Regions from separate parts of the Mus musculus genome. Here region 1 is linked to region 2. The links are chromatin contacts, called in public HiChIP or PLAC-seq maps. All regions are on one chromosome and are shown on one strand. Each heading gives the region's core, a stretch centred on a gene start, on an enhancer-like site or on the middle of the called end of the contact. The rest is flanking DNA. Distances are from core to core; before and after follow the strand shown. Region 1 has its middle 22 kb from the start of Krt78. Region 2 overlaps Acvr1b (activin A receptor, type 1B).

Region 1 (7,550 bases), core at 3,560-6,059, 790 kb after region 2:
AAGTCAGGTTGCAACATCTCTGCCCCAAGCCTCAGTCCTCACAGCCATGCCTGGGTAGAAGTCTAGGGCTTGTAGAGGCCCAAGTGATGGTAACATTCAGAAACAGTAAAGCCTGGGGGGGGGGGGGACGGACTCAGAGGAATTCAGCAACCAAAAGAGCGGCATTGAGAAGGGGGACCTGGCTGAGCAGGCTGGTAGGGAAGAAAGAACAGGACCCAGAAAATGGAGAACGCTGGAGAGGCTATGGTGTTAAGGAGCCAAAGATGGACTCCTCCCTGAGGCAGAGCTGGAACAGGTCTTCCTCCCTCCTGGAATGTCACCTTCAGCCCCTGGGCCTTGAGAAGACAACAAGTCACTGGTGAGTTAGATAGGACAATTCCAAATCCCAGGCCCCACACAAACACAAAGGAAAAGGTGCAACCAACCTAGAGAAGGGAGAGAAGTTGAACAAGTGACCCCCTCATGAGACAACAAAGCAAGCAGTGGGACCCAGGCAGATGAAAGCTGGCACCCCTATGACACCATCCTCCCCCTCCTGTGGTGTTTTAGAGGTTCTCAGTATCTCTGCACCGGAGAGCAACAGACCCTACTGGAAGAGAAGGGTTGCTTGCTGAATTAGTCCCACGCTCACTTGGGATTGCGATCTGATCTGTAGAGAGAAAAGGGAGAAAGCAGAAACATTCATGGGAGCCATCTGTAAAATGAGGACGATAGCCCCTGCCTGAGTTATGGTGGCATTTAAGGGGTAGCACGTGTCTACACAGCCAGGGAAGAGTCAGGTGCTTCTATCCTCACCCAGGGCTAGGAAAAGGATGCCTGCCTGGGCCCAGACTGGCAGGTGCTACTCAGGACGGTCCAGCCATGCTCGTTTGCATGCTATTTGCATGTGCTCTTTCTAGCCACCAACACTTGTCACTCCTGTCACTTCACAGCCTCTAGGTCACAAGCTGTCTCTGTCCCTGCTTTGTGCCCTTTCCTGGACTCTTGGTAGCTGGAGGACCCTGGAGGAAGGAAAGAATTCAAACTGGGGGACAGAGGGTCGGAGATGCGACCCAGACTCTGAAGAAGCAATGAGCCGCTGCTATCTGTGGAAACCTGGCTTAGGGCGACCCCTACAGGGCAATCCCAGAATGCAGGGAGACTGGGAAATAGCCTAGCTCCTCCCCTCTCCCCACTGGGGTTGCTCGTGGCATCTCTTCGCCTCCCAGCGGTTCTAACGCTGCCTAGCACCCAGGATCTCCCAGATCCTGAGTCAGCCCAGAAAGTTACCATTTCGCCCCTCCACTAAATAACCAAGACCAAGTGAGTCAACGTGGTCTTCCCAAAAAGCGATGCAAGAGTATTTGGGAGAGTTGGGCTCTAAGAACCATCATTAAATATTCCAACATGAGTATCAGAGCCCACCTTAGGCTCACGTGGCCACCCGGCAGTGCAGAGTGGAAAGGGATCGTGACCACATTTTGGGAAGAGTTTAGGGAGCAGAGAAGACAGTAAGTAATGCGGAGAGATCCTCAAAACCACAGTACACAGTGGCCCTACTAAGTTCTCTTCAGTGAGGCCCATTCCACAGGGGATGAAGCCCGAGAACTGGACGGAATCCCAGCCAGGGAAAGATTTCCTCACAGCAGCGCTCCTATTGGGAGAGTGGGGCGGGGGGGGGGGGGTGCGTGTGACCTGGGAAGACACCATCTTCCTTCCCACCCAGAGTCAGTTTCTGCCTGTCTATTTCAGCAGGGAGGGGACCAGCGAGGGAAATGCAGCCACAGCAACATTGGACTAGGAGGGGAAATGCTAAAAATGCTCTGAGCCTGCACTTGGCTTGTGGACAGACACAAAGGGTCTTGCCTTTGCCGTGGGCTCCTCCACCCGCAGTGCGCCCCGGCGTGTGAATGGGGCCACTGGAGAGGGCAGGGCCGAAGGGTGTGTGTGTGAGAACAAGTGAAGTCATTCTCTCTGGGTGGTTCCTTTTAATTAGCACCCTGAAAAACTCCCAGCCAGCAAAATTGAGTCTTGCCAACAGGGAGCCCCACCCTTCTGGCTCATCCAAGCCTTAGGGGCAAAGTGGGGGACAGAAAAATCTAAAGGCAAAAAAGAAAGGGGCCTGCTTAGAGTCCAAATACTGAAGGGAGCCCTTCTTAGCCTTCCAGAGACCCTTCGGTAGGTCAGGACAGGGGTGCAGAGGCTGGCAAAGCGTGGCTGAGAAGGAAGAGAACAGAGAGTGGAGTGATTGCCATGTCCCAGAACCTCTGGGAGTCCAGACCCTGAAAATGACCAGTGTCCAGCCAGCCCTGGAGGTTGCCCTGTAGATAAGACATCAAGGACCAGGAGTGAGAAAGACATCCAAGCTCCACCTGGCCCTTTCACCTTTATACGGCTTTCTAATCAAAAGGTCACCTGGTCCCTTGTGGTCAACCTTCAGAACGAGCTCAAAGGGATAGAAGTCACAGAGGGTTCCATAAAGGGGACAGAACAAGTACTGTCCCCTTCTTCAAGATCCCTAGCCATGCAGACGAGGTGTCCCTTTGGTTTGTCCCCTCTCCCTCAAAACCCTTCTCCAGGTGACTCTTACCAGGCTTCCTAGGACCCATGTCCTCTGTCACCTGATAGTCTCACTCTACCTGACATTCATTTTTTACTAGGAGCAGAGGTCAAGGCCAGAGTCCTTCTGGATCTCATCTCCCACCCCAGACCCTGGCAAAGTCAAACTATAGTGAGAGCAGATCTGTTCACAGGAAAATGGCCAGGGACTAGGAGGGAACAGACACTAGCTAGCATTCAGGACTTTTCTAGTCACAAGGACCAGAGCCCCGCTCTTAATCACAGCCCTATCCCTAAAGAGTCAGTGTGTGACCCCCAGTGTGAGTCTCTTCCTTGAAGGGCTAGACTCGGTGAGGTGGTGGGGTGGGGGCCGGCGGTGAGGTGGGGGTCAGTCTGAAAGACTCTGATGCTCACTGCAGGGCGGAGGCGGGTATGAGAGCAATGGGGAAATACTAAGTGGAAGGCTAGGCCAACGTGGCCTAAGTTCATCAGGAGACGGGTGCTAACCCAGGCCCAGACGTGGGGCCTCCTCCTAGCTCTCTCTGACTCTAAAGTTCCTGCGGCCTCAAGAGCTGAGGACAGGGACCACAAGGCAAAGCGGAGAGGGGATACCAGGAAACTGTTCAGGGCCTGGAGTCCTCTCTACTCCCTTCCAGCTGAAGAGGGCTAAGCAGCCACGTCCTCAGAGCTGAACCCTCAACCCAGAGGACTATCAGGGAAAGAGCACCTCCGCAGACCCCAAACCTACCCAGAAAGCTGTCAGGCCCTGCTAGCAGGGTACACACTGGGGGTGGGGGTGGGGGGATAGCCTAGGGCTCAGTTGTCACAAGAGGGTGTGTCCTGCTTTTAGGCAACAGTGGAGAAAGGATGGGGTGACTGTTCTTGGGGACAGAGGAGGGCGTGTCAGAAAATGAAGGCGTCCTGACCCTGGGGCTGAGTGGGAGCCAGGGCAAAGCAGGCACCGCCCAGACGCTGAGGCCTCCTGCCCCCGCCCAGCTGGCTGCTGGTTCCCATCACACCCTGGGCAGTAAAACTGGATTTTATGATTGCTGTGGGGGTTTCTGCTTTCCTGGTTTGGGGGAGGGGGGGTTAGTTGTGTCTGCAGATCTGTGCAAATGTATCTCTATTGATGTGTATCTGAACATGTGTCAGTGTCTGAGGTTCTTCGTGGGGGCGTGTGTTTGTGTCTTCATGGGCTGTGTGTTTGTGGGGCTGTGTCTGTGTGAGAGAGAATCAGACCTACTGTTTCTTGAGGATTTGTAAATTACCAGACACTTTATCTTCACAGTAATTTACAGTTTAAAAGAAAGAAAAAAAGAAAAAGAGAGTCTTCTGTCTCTTCCTGTGCTTGTATAGAGTATATGACAATCCAGGCCTGCCATCTACACTTGCCTGGGCCTCTGTGCTGATGAGCCTGTGTGTATCGGTTGTGCCAAGGCCAAAGCCTGGAGAAGGTTGGCCACTAGAGCCAGGGTCACTAGAGTCTTAGAAACATGACCTTCTTAGTACCATGACTGTTTTCTGAAGCAGAAAGTAGTCGGTAGTGTGGCTGTCTGGGAACAGAAAACTTTGGCCAAGGACACTGTGCCAGGGTTCAACCAGCACAGACTGGCAAACAGAGGAGTCTGCCCTCTTTGAGAAGGTGCTGGGTACCCCAATGTCACTACCTGGAAAGAACCCAGAGGGACACTGTAAGGGCTCAGAGCTCCCATTTGCGGCAGAGCCTCCTGGGGAAGCAGGCCCTAACCAGCAGGTGTCATGGGCACAGTAAGGATTCAGAGCCCCCTTGATCGGCAGGGCCTCCTGAAGGTGTGTGGTAGCACTAATCACAGGTGTTGTGGACACTTAAGAACCCAGAGCCCCCATGTGGGGCAGGTCCTCTTGTGGACCTGGGGTGGCCCTAACCAGCAGGTGGCGTGGGTACAGTAAAGACCCAGAGCCCCCCCTGCGTGGCAGGGCCTCCTGGGGACCTGGAGTGTGGCCCTGACCAGTGGGGTTTGCAGCAGGAAGGACTATAGAAGCTGCTCTCTCCTCAACTCCTGAGCCCCACGCTGCTCCCCGCAGCCTCCATGGGGAAGCAAAGTCCGCAAAAATCCCAGGTTGCCAGGGTCGGGGGTCCGTCGGGGGCCAGGGAGCTGGAAACTGGGCGGCTTGCAGCCAGGGGGCGTGGCGGCGCGAGCCGGGTGGCAGCCGCCCATTGGCTGTGCCCGAGCGCTCCCACGGCCGCTGGGGCCGGGCGGCGCCACCGCGCCCGATCCGGGTGACTCACCCGCCGCCGCACCCGGCCCTGGCCCTGTGCCCGGCCTCTTCCCACCCCGGCCCGCCCGCTAAGCCGGGCCAGCCTGAGTCAGCAGGGAACCGCCCAGGGGTGGTGGGGGTGGCGGATCTGGACCTCTGGAACAGTTTGCCCGCTGGGGGAAGGGGAGAGCATAACTTAGCCTTGGGGGCTAAGGAGTTTCAGTGGCTATGGAGAGTGGGGAAGGGGGCTTCAGTTACTTTGAAATGGGTGGTGTTAGGGTGCTTGTACCAGAAGTACTTTGTCTACCCCCTTGAGGTTTGCAGGCATTACCATGGCAGGCCCAGAGGACAAGCTGGCTTTCTGGAGTCTACAGGTTGTTCCTTTGTGGCCACTCCATGGCCGGGTGGCCAGGGCACTTGTAGGTCGTGCCAGATTATATTCCATAACCTAGGCTCAAGGTGTTCATTCCAGCCCCATGGCCAGCCAGTCCTGCAAGACTCCAAAGCAGTCTTGATGTAATCTCAAAGCGCAACAACAAGCGATCATTAGGAAGGAAAAGAACCCTCAACTGCCCTGGGTACTCAAAACCAAACCCTGTGGTACATTTTTGAACATCCTACCTTCTGAATGGAATAATCAACCAGGCACACCTCACAGAGGTCAAACTCAGCTAGAGAAGGTGACTGTCCCAGGCCACACTGAACAAGAGAAGGGGAAGTCTAGCTTGAACCCAGGGCCACCAAGCTCGACAGCACAGCTCCTTCACTGCCTTGGTTGCACAGGTTCCTAGCTAGTGGCAATCTGAAGCCAACCCATCACACTACAGCAAACTTAGGGACACCACCGTCAGCCTTACCCAGGGTTTTCATGTCCAAGCGGAGGGAGGGAACAGAGTAGGGGACAGAAAGAAGCCATTTATCAGTTCATGTGGGCTTTGGAGGGGCTGACAGGGTGTGCCCAATCTCCAGCTAGGGAGGACACAGTCAACTCAGCTCAACAATGTGTAGGGGAAAAACACACACACACACACACACATGACTACATCAGTGTCTAGAGGTCATGTGCAAGTACAATATACACATTCGTGTTCCACAGGACACACAGCTGTTTTAAGAACTGTTAGGAAGGTTCCAGGCTAGGAATACAAAGTGAAACCCTGACATGGGGAAGCAGGCACCAAGCAAAAAAAAAAAAAGGAGCTTGGTGGGTAAAGTGCTTGCTGCTTGCTGGCAACCATGAGAACCTGAGTTCAGATCTCCAGACCTCAAATGAAAACCAGCCACAGCAAGAGTGTGGTGTAACCTCAGCTTTGGGGAAGAGGAGACAAGCAGACTCCTAGAGCCCCCTGACCAGCCCACCTAGCATAATTAGTAAGCCCCATGTTCACTGAGAAACCCCAGATCAAAAAATGAGGCGGAAAGTTGTTGGGGGAAACTTGTTGCAAAGTTTAAGGGCTAGAGTTTGGATCCTCAAAACCTACATTTTAAAAAAGAGGAAAAAAGACAATCTTGGTGGGCTACCTTAAGCCCAGCTCCAGTGCCCCCTGCCCCAGGGAGGATCCCTCCAGGCTGTAGGAGGCAGAGATAGGGGATCCCTGGGCAAGGGACCTGGCTTAGCCTAACTGAGTCTCCATGCTCCATGCTCAGCAAGAGACTCTGCCTCAGTAAATAAAATGGAGAGCAATCAAGGAGGATTCGTATTGTCAACTTCTGACTTATACATGAATTCACACACACCACACACACACATACACACACCACACTGCATACAAAGGTAAAGCAAAAAATAAATAAGGTGGACAGTTGAGGAAAATACCTGCCACTGACCTCTGACCTACACACATACACACATGCAAACATACATACACACACATACATATACATACACACACATACACACATGCATATACACACATACATACATACATATACATACATATTCTCATGCAGTGTGTCACACACTCACAGGTAAAAACAATATTTAAGATTTATTTTTATTTATGTGTATGTGTGTGACAAACAGAGCTGAGGCTGGTGGCAGATATCTGTCATCCAAGCTCTTAGGAGAGTGAGGATAAGAGGAAAGTGAGTTTTAGACTAACCTGGGCTACACAATAACACACACAAATGCACACACACACACACACACAAACATGTATATAGCCTGTATCTGTAATCAGGAAGTTGACGGCTTACTGCCGGAAACTCTTCTGATGATTTTAGCATGTAATCCAGTTTTCTATGTTGTATAACAAAATATACCAATATTCAGAGGATCTGCCTAATCTTCTGAGTCAGTACTTTCTAGTGGCCAGTGCCTGGTGTTAGAAGATCAAGCTGGGGGGGGGGGGGACACAACTCAAAGTGGTGACAAAGGCCTATAATTCCAGCTCTCTGGAGGCTAAGGCAGAGGATAGACAGTGGAAGACCTGCCTGAGCTAAAGGGTGAGTTCAAGGCCAGTCTGGACAACTTAGTGAAACCCTGACTCAAAAAAAAAAAAAAGAAAATACTTTTTTTAACTAAAAAATTAGATTCAAGACATAGCTCACTGTCAGAACATCAGTCTACTGTATGGGAAGCCCTACATTCCGTCCCTAAAACAGAAAGACTATTATACAAACACAGCATAGATAAAAATGAGAAGATGCAGACTCACAATCGTTTGTCAGTCAGAGAGAGAGAGAGAGAGAGAGAGAGAGAGAACCAGCAGGAAGGTGACAGACTATGACAGTTGTAAGACACGGGAACAAATTGGTCCTGGGTCTGGCCAGAT
Region 2 (6,610 bases), core at 2,025-4,524:
GCACCAGGTATATACATGGTATCTATACATCCACACAAGCAAACACTCATAAAATAACAGCTGTAATAAATCCTAACAGTCACATGTGAAGCCACCCGCCTCCCTTGCACTCAGCAGGCAGAGGCAGGAGGATCAGGAAGTTAAGGCCAGTCTGGGTGGTGGAAGACCCTATCTCAGAGACAGAGAGGGGCAAAAAAAAAAGGTAAAACTGAATTGTATACAAATCAGACCTTCAGATCTGAGTTTATAGACCTGCAGAGGTGTGCATGCTCAGAGGACACCACTAGGAGTCAGCAAAGCCCAGAATGCGGGAAACTCCAGGATAAACCACCTGGCTTCCTTAGCAGGTGACTTCCTGAAAGTAGTACCATGGGTCTGACAGGTTTAAGAGCTTTTGGCCAAATGCAGTGAAACCGGCTTTTGGTTCAGATTTAAACAAGCCAGCTCTTGGGCATCTTTCACGATAACAGCGCTGACAGGCACTGGGAGGGTTAGGGGCATGGTCAGTTAATTTGAGGAAGTGAGAAAGCCAAGCAGTTTACGATGTAACTTGTAGAGGATTCTCAGAGCTAGCCTGGGACCAGCTGCCCCTGCCCTACACTTAGAATCCAGGTACAGAGCGCAGATGCTGGGCCAGTCCATTCACACCCCAGAGTATCTGGACCACCATGGGTTTTCCTCTGTCTTGAAGGACTTCAGCACTGTAGTGATAAATGGCCATTAGATTTATTTTGTGTTGGGGGAGGAGTGCCACAAGCAAGTGTTTAGATCAGAGGACAGCTTTCTGGAGTCCGTTCTCTCCTGAGATGCGATGTTCCAGAGACCAAACTTGGGCCATCAGGCGTGGCAGCAGTCATACCTGCTGAGCCTTCTCAGCAGCCCTGTGAGAAAACCCTCTTTTTGAGTAAATATTTCCTTGAGTCTACTCATATTCTGTTCTGGAGACACAGGTGAATGAAGCACTGTCTGGCTTTGGGTTGTTTGTTTGTTTTTAAATAGTACTTAAGCCAGAACACTGATAGTGACCCAGTCCCTCTGTTTGTGAAGAGATGCCAGAGATCTGACTGTAGCACTGGGAGCCACAGTGAAGGCTAAGCCACCAAGGAGAGGTGACTGGGGGGTTTCTGTAAGCCTCGGCAACCTAATGGTTTGGTGGTTTCTAAGAAGGTAAGAATGTCTGAATAAAGGGCACTAGGAGACAGAACACGAACTGTCAAAGACCAACGTCTGCACTGGTAGCTGTCTGGAAACCTGACTTTAGAGGCTGAAGAGGGAAGATCCAGGTTCCAGGCGAACTTGTAAGTTCTGTCTTACAACAACAAGAGGGAACTTTCGCTGTATATGCAGACCTGCCTCTTAAAAATAGGATGGGGAGCTACATTGGTGTGCATGGCACAGCTGTCTGCTCAGAAGGCAGAAGGATTAGACTAGAGGAAGCTGCAGGAATACTCAGTGAGGTCTTTTGGTGAGAGCATTAAGAATGGATATGACCTGCTGGAGGTAGAATTATGGGGGTTTAACTGGGAAGGTGTCTCCAGTGGTTCTGACAGTTAGGAGTCCTGGGCAGTGTCACAGGGACACTGCAGAACACTATGGGTTCTCTAGGACAACTGGGTTTGTAAGGTTGCTTACCGTTTGTGAGCCCCATACCTTCTCTAAGGCCTTGTTCCACTATGTCTGCCTCAGCTCTGAGCTGTGTGGAGACCACATAACAGAGAATGCAGATCACAGAAGAGTGGACTCTTGCTAATGTTATCAGTTGAGCATCACAGCATCTGAGAAAGCCAGCTTCATGTCTTTGTGTTATCCCTAGTGAACTTACTTAAATGGCTTAGTAGTGAAACTCTTACCTAGCTCGCCTGAGGCCCTGGATTCTGAAAATATCAGCCTGTCAGAAAAGCACACCCATCAGATACAACCCTGAGAGGTGCCCGTAACAAACACCAAAAAGCTGTAGGGAGGTTGGGCGAGGGCCAGGGAAGAAGTGGTGGGCCCTGATGCTGTAGGCTGCTGTTGCTCACACGGTGTATAGTGGGGTTAGAAACTGCAGCGTGGGGGCTGCACAAACCCCCGCATGCACTGTCCTGATAGACTGTCCAGTGTCCCTAAGGAGTAATGAATAAACTAAGGACCATGGTCGCTCTAGCTTTCAGAGCTAGAGAACTGGTTGTGTTCATAACCAATTCTTGGACAGAACAGGCTGCTGTGTAGCGTGCTCCTAACTTTCTGAGGTTTTGGGTATCCCCTGCGATATCTTGTGGCACTGTGAGTCTAAGGCTCTGTAGTGGTTCCTGAGACTTCCCAGCTGAGCGCAGCCTGAGCCTCTGTGTCCTCCTGACACAGGAGACTGTGTGTACAGCACACAGAAGCCAGAGTCAGCTCATCCTGGGACTTGGCTTTTCTCAAAACAACCTTTTTCTGAATCAGATTTGCATTCACATCCTACCACAAACCACCTTCTAGTCAGACAGACTTTGACCCATGCTGTAGTCCTGTCGAGGTGGTTTTGTCTCAAGTTCAGTTCTGACTAATTAGACTCATCAATAACAGAGTCTGTGCTGTGGAGAGAGGGCTCGTGTTCTGACACCCCCCCCCATTTGATTGGCCATTTGATTTATTTTTATATATTTCAAAATGCCGGGGACCGAGCCCAGGGCCTTGCATGTGTGAGACAGGCCTCTCATCTGCTGACTTGTTCACACAGTGAGTTGGTGCCTCTGTGGTAGTCACTGCTCGTGCTTGCTGATAGAGTAGGGAGTGTTTTAGGTGACTGTGTTGTTGTACACACGTGCAGGTGACCCTGTGGCAGTACACATGTGTGCAGGTGACCCTGTGGCAGTACACATGTGTGCAGGTGACCCAGTGGCAGTACACGTGTGTGAGGTGGCCCTGTGGCAGTACACATGTGTGCAGGTGACCCAGTGGCAGTACACGTGTGTGAGGTGGCCCTGTGGCTGTGCACATGTGTGCAGACTTTTGACCTGATGAGTCATGATGAAACATGACAAGAGGCTGTTGTCATTAGCCCGGATTTAGCTTTTCAGAAAGAATTAAATTTAGGATATGAATTTATAGTAAGTTCAGCATATGCTTATAATTTTATTATTGCTTCTTCTGTTTCAGTGAAGAGTATTAGCAGATGAGTGGTGAGTGCACGTGTCTTTAAAGGACACAGCAGACTGACTGAGACAAGTGCTCTGGACCTAGACCAGAGGGAAGAGAGCTTGTAGCTAGCGAGAACGTGATGTCATCTTCTTCACTTCCTTTTTCCGGTTGATCAGGAGGAAAATGAAGTGCAGAGATAGTCAATGACTTCCTGAAGCCACACAGTCCCACAACCATGCAGCGAGCTAGCAATTTCCTCTGAGACTGTGGCTCACCTCTTCCTAGTCATTGTTAAGAAATATTTTCCTTGTTGGGGTTGTTTTCTTTCAATTTTTACATTAAAAGGGAGGTTCATATGTAAAGTATATTACTATATATAATGTTTATATGTTGTGTGAGCCTTATTAACAGTCCTTCACAGCTTCAGCCCAAAAGAGACTGTCACAGTTAGGGTAACTGTGTGCTCCAGGTCATGTGGCTAGTATTGGAACTAGCACTTGAGGTTCAGGTCTCTGTGACCTGTTGCTCTGTGATGCCCACTGTCCCTCCTGCTATGGTAGATTCAGATCCTTCCAGGGTGCGGGTATGGCGATGGTTATCTTCACAGTGTGTCTGCTTGGGCTTGCCGCTCATCTGTAAAAAGCAAAGGTGAACACAGTGAGAGTGGGGTGAGCCTTGCTCAGGGTAGCCACAGCACTTGGCAGGCGCTTGGCTAACTTCCCTCTTGTCTCTGTAAGATAAACGGTGTTTGCTGGTTGGATAGTGGAGACCTAGATAGGCTCAGGGACTTGCCTGCCTGCTTGGCCCGCTCCTTATTGCAGGCCCACATGGCCCACTTCCCAGCTGATCCTGGGCCCTTCAGCATAGATTTCACCACTTCTGTTCTTTCCTGCCTTACACCAGGCCTGCTTAAGTACTTCCCAAAAATAATGAGCCATGTGTGGGCGTGGTCATTCTCCAGAATGAATCACTGTGAGCGAGGCCAGCATCACCGAAGGGGGAACAGCTATCGGGAACCAGAGACTCCCGTCTCCTCTGCCCCACTAATTGATGGACTCTGAGGTGACTGCTTTTGAAAAGGCCGTGTGTCTCACTCGGCTCAGAATAGTCATCTCTTGAAGTTGTTAATTTTCCCTTTCTTGCTTCCCAAAATAGACCCAATGCTGTTGTCTTTGCTGGACGTCACAACACGGTGCTGAGAGGTGCTCCCTGTGGGGAACCCCTAAGGGACACAAAGGGACTTGTCAAAGGCGCCTTCTTGGATTAGCAGGACTCCAAAGGAAGAAAAGGGGGTCTTGCCAAGTTTTCTGAGGCTTGAATAAATTTTAAGTTCTTAAGAGGAGTAAGACAGAGCCTGGCTTAGTAGCCCAGGCCTGTGATCCCAGCACTGTGGAGGCTAGGGGGTGGAGAGTTCAAGGCCAGCTGGTTACTTAGTGAAAACTGTCTCAAATACAGTAACCAATAGGAAAACAAACAAAAACAGACCGAGCGAGAAATTTCACCCACAAGTTTGGGAGGAAGATCTGAGGCTTTTTTAGTCGTGGAGCTAGAAGAGTAGAGTGAGTTCCAGGGGAGCTTCCTGTGGAAATTGCTTTCATGACCGATCTGCTCGCAGTCCCTACTTCACACTCTCTGTCTGTGAGAGATGGTACAGCCCAAGCTGCTCCCGGGCAGCTGTGTGCTTGGGAATTCATCTCAAGAAGATAGAGATCTCCTCACACACTGTAAAGAATACAGCAGGCCCTGCCTGTATGGAAAAGCTTCCGTCTACCTGCCTGCCTCACAGTGCTGCCTCATACCCTGTGTCCTTGTGTCCCTGTGTCCTTGAGTGGGAACAGCAGAGGGGTTGCCTCATTGATAGACACTCTGAGGTAGCTTGGGTTGTCTGGGGTATGCAGAGTGAGCGATGACTTCCAGAGTAGAAGAAGAGATGAGGATAGGCTTTTCTAGCCTGGGCTTCTGTTTGGATTGGGCCCAAGCCTTTCTGTTTTAGCGGCTTAGTGTGCAGGTCTTCCCACGGCGGGTGTGCCATGGAGGCCTTGCCCCTTTCCCTCTGTCTCCTGGTGGGCGAGCAAGCACTTCATTCAGCACTCAGCTTCAGTGCCAGCTTCAGTATTGTAGCCAGAGCTACATTCCTGCCCATCCCGGGAGGTCAGGGCTAGGTTAGGCTTGGGGGAGACAGTAGAGGAGCACCAACTGTCTGCGCTATTCTTGTTAGTCAGATAAATAAAGGATTGCAGCTTTGAGAGGCGCCAGGTTCATCTGCAGTGATTTCCTGTTGGGGGCACACACTTCAGTGTGATCCATACCCAGCAAAGTCATCAACCCCAGTGAGGACTGTGTATTCAGCGTGGATGAAAAGTGCTTGCGTGTGGTTGTGTGCGTGTGTGTGTGTGTGTGTGTGTGTGTGTGTGTGTGTAGCACACAGTGGGTGTGCGTATGCATGCCAGGTGCTGCTCAGGGGCCTTTCAGGCCCTGCTGGCTTAAGTTTATTAAACACTTTTATGTGCATGAGTTCACGTTGTCCTCACAGTGACTTTGTGAAGCAGGCATTCAGATTCTCTATGGAGAGCACCCTCTTTGACCCTCCCTCGTGATGAGAGGTGCCACACATGGCCTAGAGGGAGTGGGTGATAGGGAGACGCAGGGGGAGCTTGTCAGGGGAAGTGTGCCTGGCAGACTTTGGAAGGATTTAGGCAAGAAAAGGAATTTCAGTGGAAGGACATATGAGGCCAGGCCTCCCTCATCCTGGAACTGGGTGCCTGGTGTCCAAAAAGAGATGGGAGGAGGCTGGTTTCAGGGGTACTGCATAGTTCTGTATGGGATGTAGGGAATGCCTGCTCTCCCAATGGAAGACTCCGTCCACCCAGCAGGACCCATTTGGATGGAGTAGATAGTTCATTTGTCCTTTATTGGCATAGACTAGAGCAGTTAGGAACACAGGGCCTATAGAGCTTGTCTGTGAGCTGAATAAGGTGCAGTAGTGCCAGCCAAGGCTGCCTTTCTGTCCCCGGCTCTATAAAAGCTGCTTATTGGGGGCATGTGAAGCATGCCTCTGACTCCGGAAAAGGACCTGGTGGGAGATCTCACATCACTGTTGATATCTGCCCTTCCCTGTCCTATAGCTCTGCTGTGTGCGTGCACCAGCTGCCTACAGACCAACTACACCTGTGAGACAGATGGGGCTTGCATGGTCTCCATCTTTAACCTGGATGGCGTGGAGCACCATGTACGTACCTGCATCCCCAAGGTGGAGCTGGTTCCTGCTGGAAAGCCCTTCTACTGCCTGAGTTCAGAGGATCTGCGCAACACACACTGCTGCTATATTGACTTCTGCAACAAGATTGACCTCAGGGTCCCCAGCGGTGAGTGAGTTCTTGTGCTGTTGCCTCACCGTGGAGGAAGGGCATCTTGTCCTTTCGTTCTTGTCTGCTCTTCCCAGCCCTCAGCTCAGGGATAGCTGACAGTAGGTTTAGTTGCTCTCTGAGGTCATGACAGAGGATCA

What was found. HiChIP or PLAC-seq counts read pairs in DNA pulled down with a chosen protein or histone mark.
Region 1: a contact with region 2 is called in an HNF4G HiChIP or PLAC-seq map of pancreatic cancer cells. The contact joins two enhancer-like sites. A contact is called at or near these places in 1 of 484 Hi-C or Micro-C datasets (the C10 cell line), 5 of 115 datasets of contacts at active chromatin or transcription factors (acute myeloid leukemia, astrocytes, fibro-adipogenic progenitors and 2 more) and 1 of 9 other capture datasets (embryonic stem cells).

The regions. Positions count from the first base shown.
Region 1 is chr15:101,972,727-101,980,276 of GRCm38.p6, forward strand. It overlaps a transcript of Krt78 not described here. Among named protein-coding and RNA genes, the nearest start is that of Krt78, 22 kb to the left of the region's middle. Within about 2 kb of position 4,810, at least 346 of the 459 cell types and tissues checked have an H3K27ac peak or open chromatin away from gene starts, as enhancers often do. A contact at or near this core is called in acute myeloid leukemia and pancreatic cancer cells, where this site is marked.
Region 2 is chr15:101,187,702-101,194,311 of GRCm38.p6, forward strand. It overlaps Acvr1b (activin A receptor, type 1B), which reads left to right. Exons shown (of 9, transcript NM_007395.4): 2 at 6,231-6,470. Mir6962 (microRNA 6962) reads left to right here and starts at 6,168; the gene lies at 6,168-6,230. Within about 2 kb of position 3,275, at least 80 of the 459 cell types and tissues checked have an H3K27ac peak or open chromatin away from gene starts, as enhancers often do. A contact at or near this core is called in acute myeloid leukemia and pancreatic cancer cells, where this site is marked.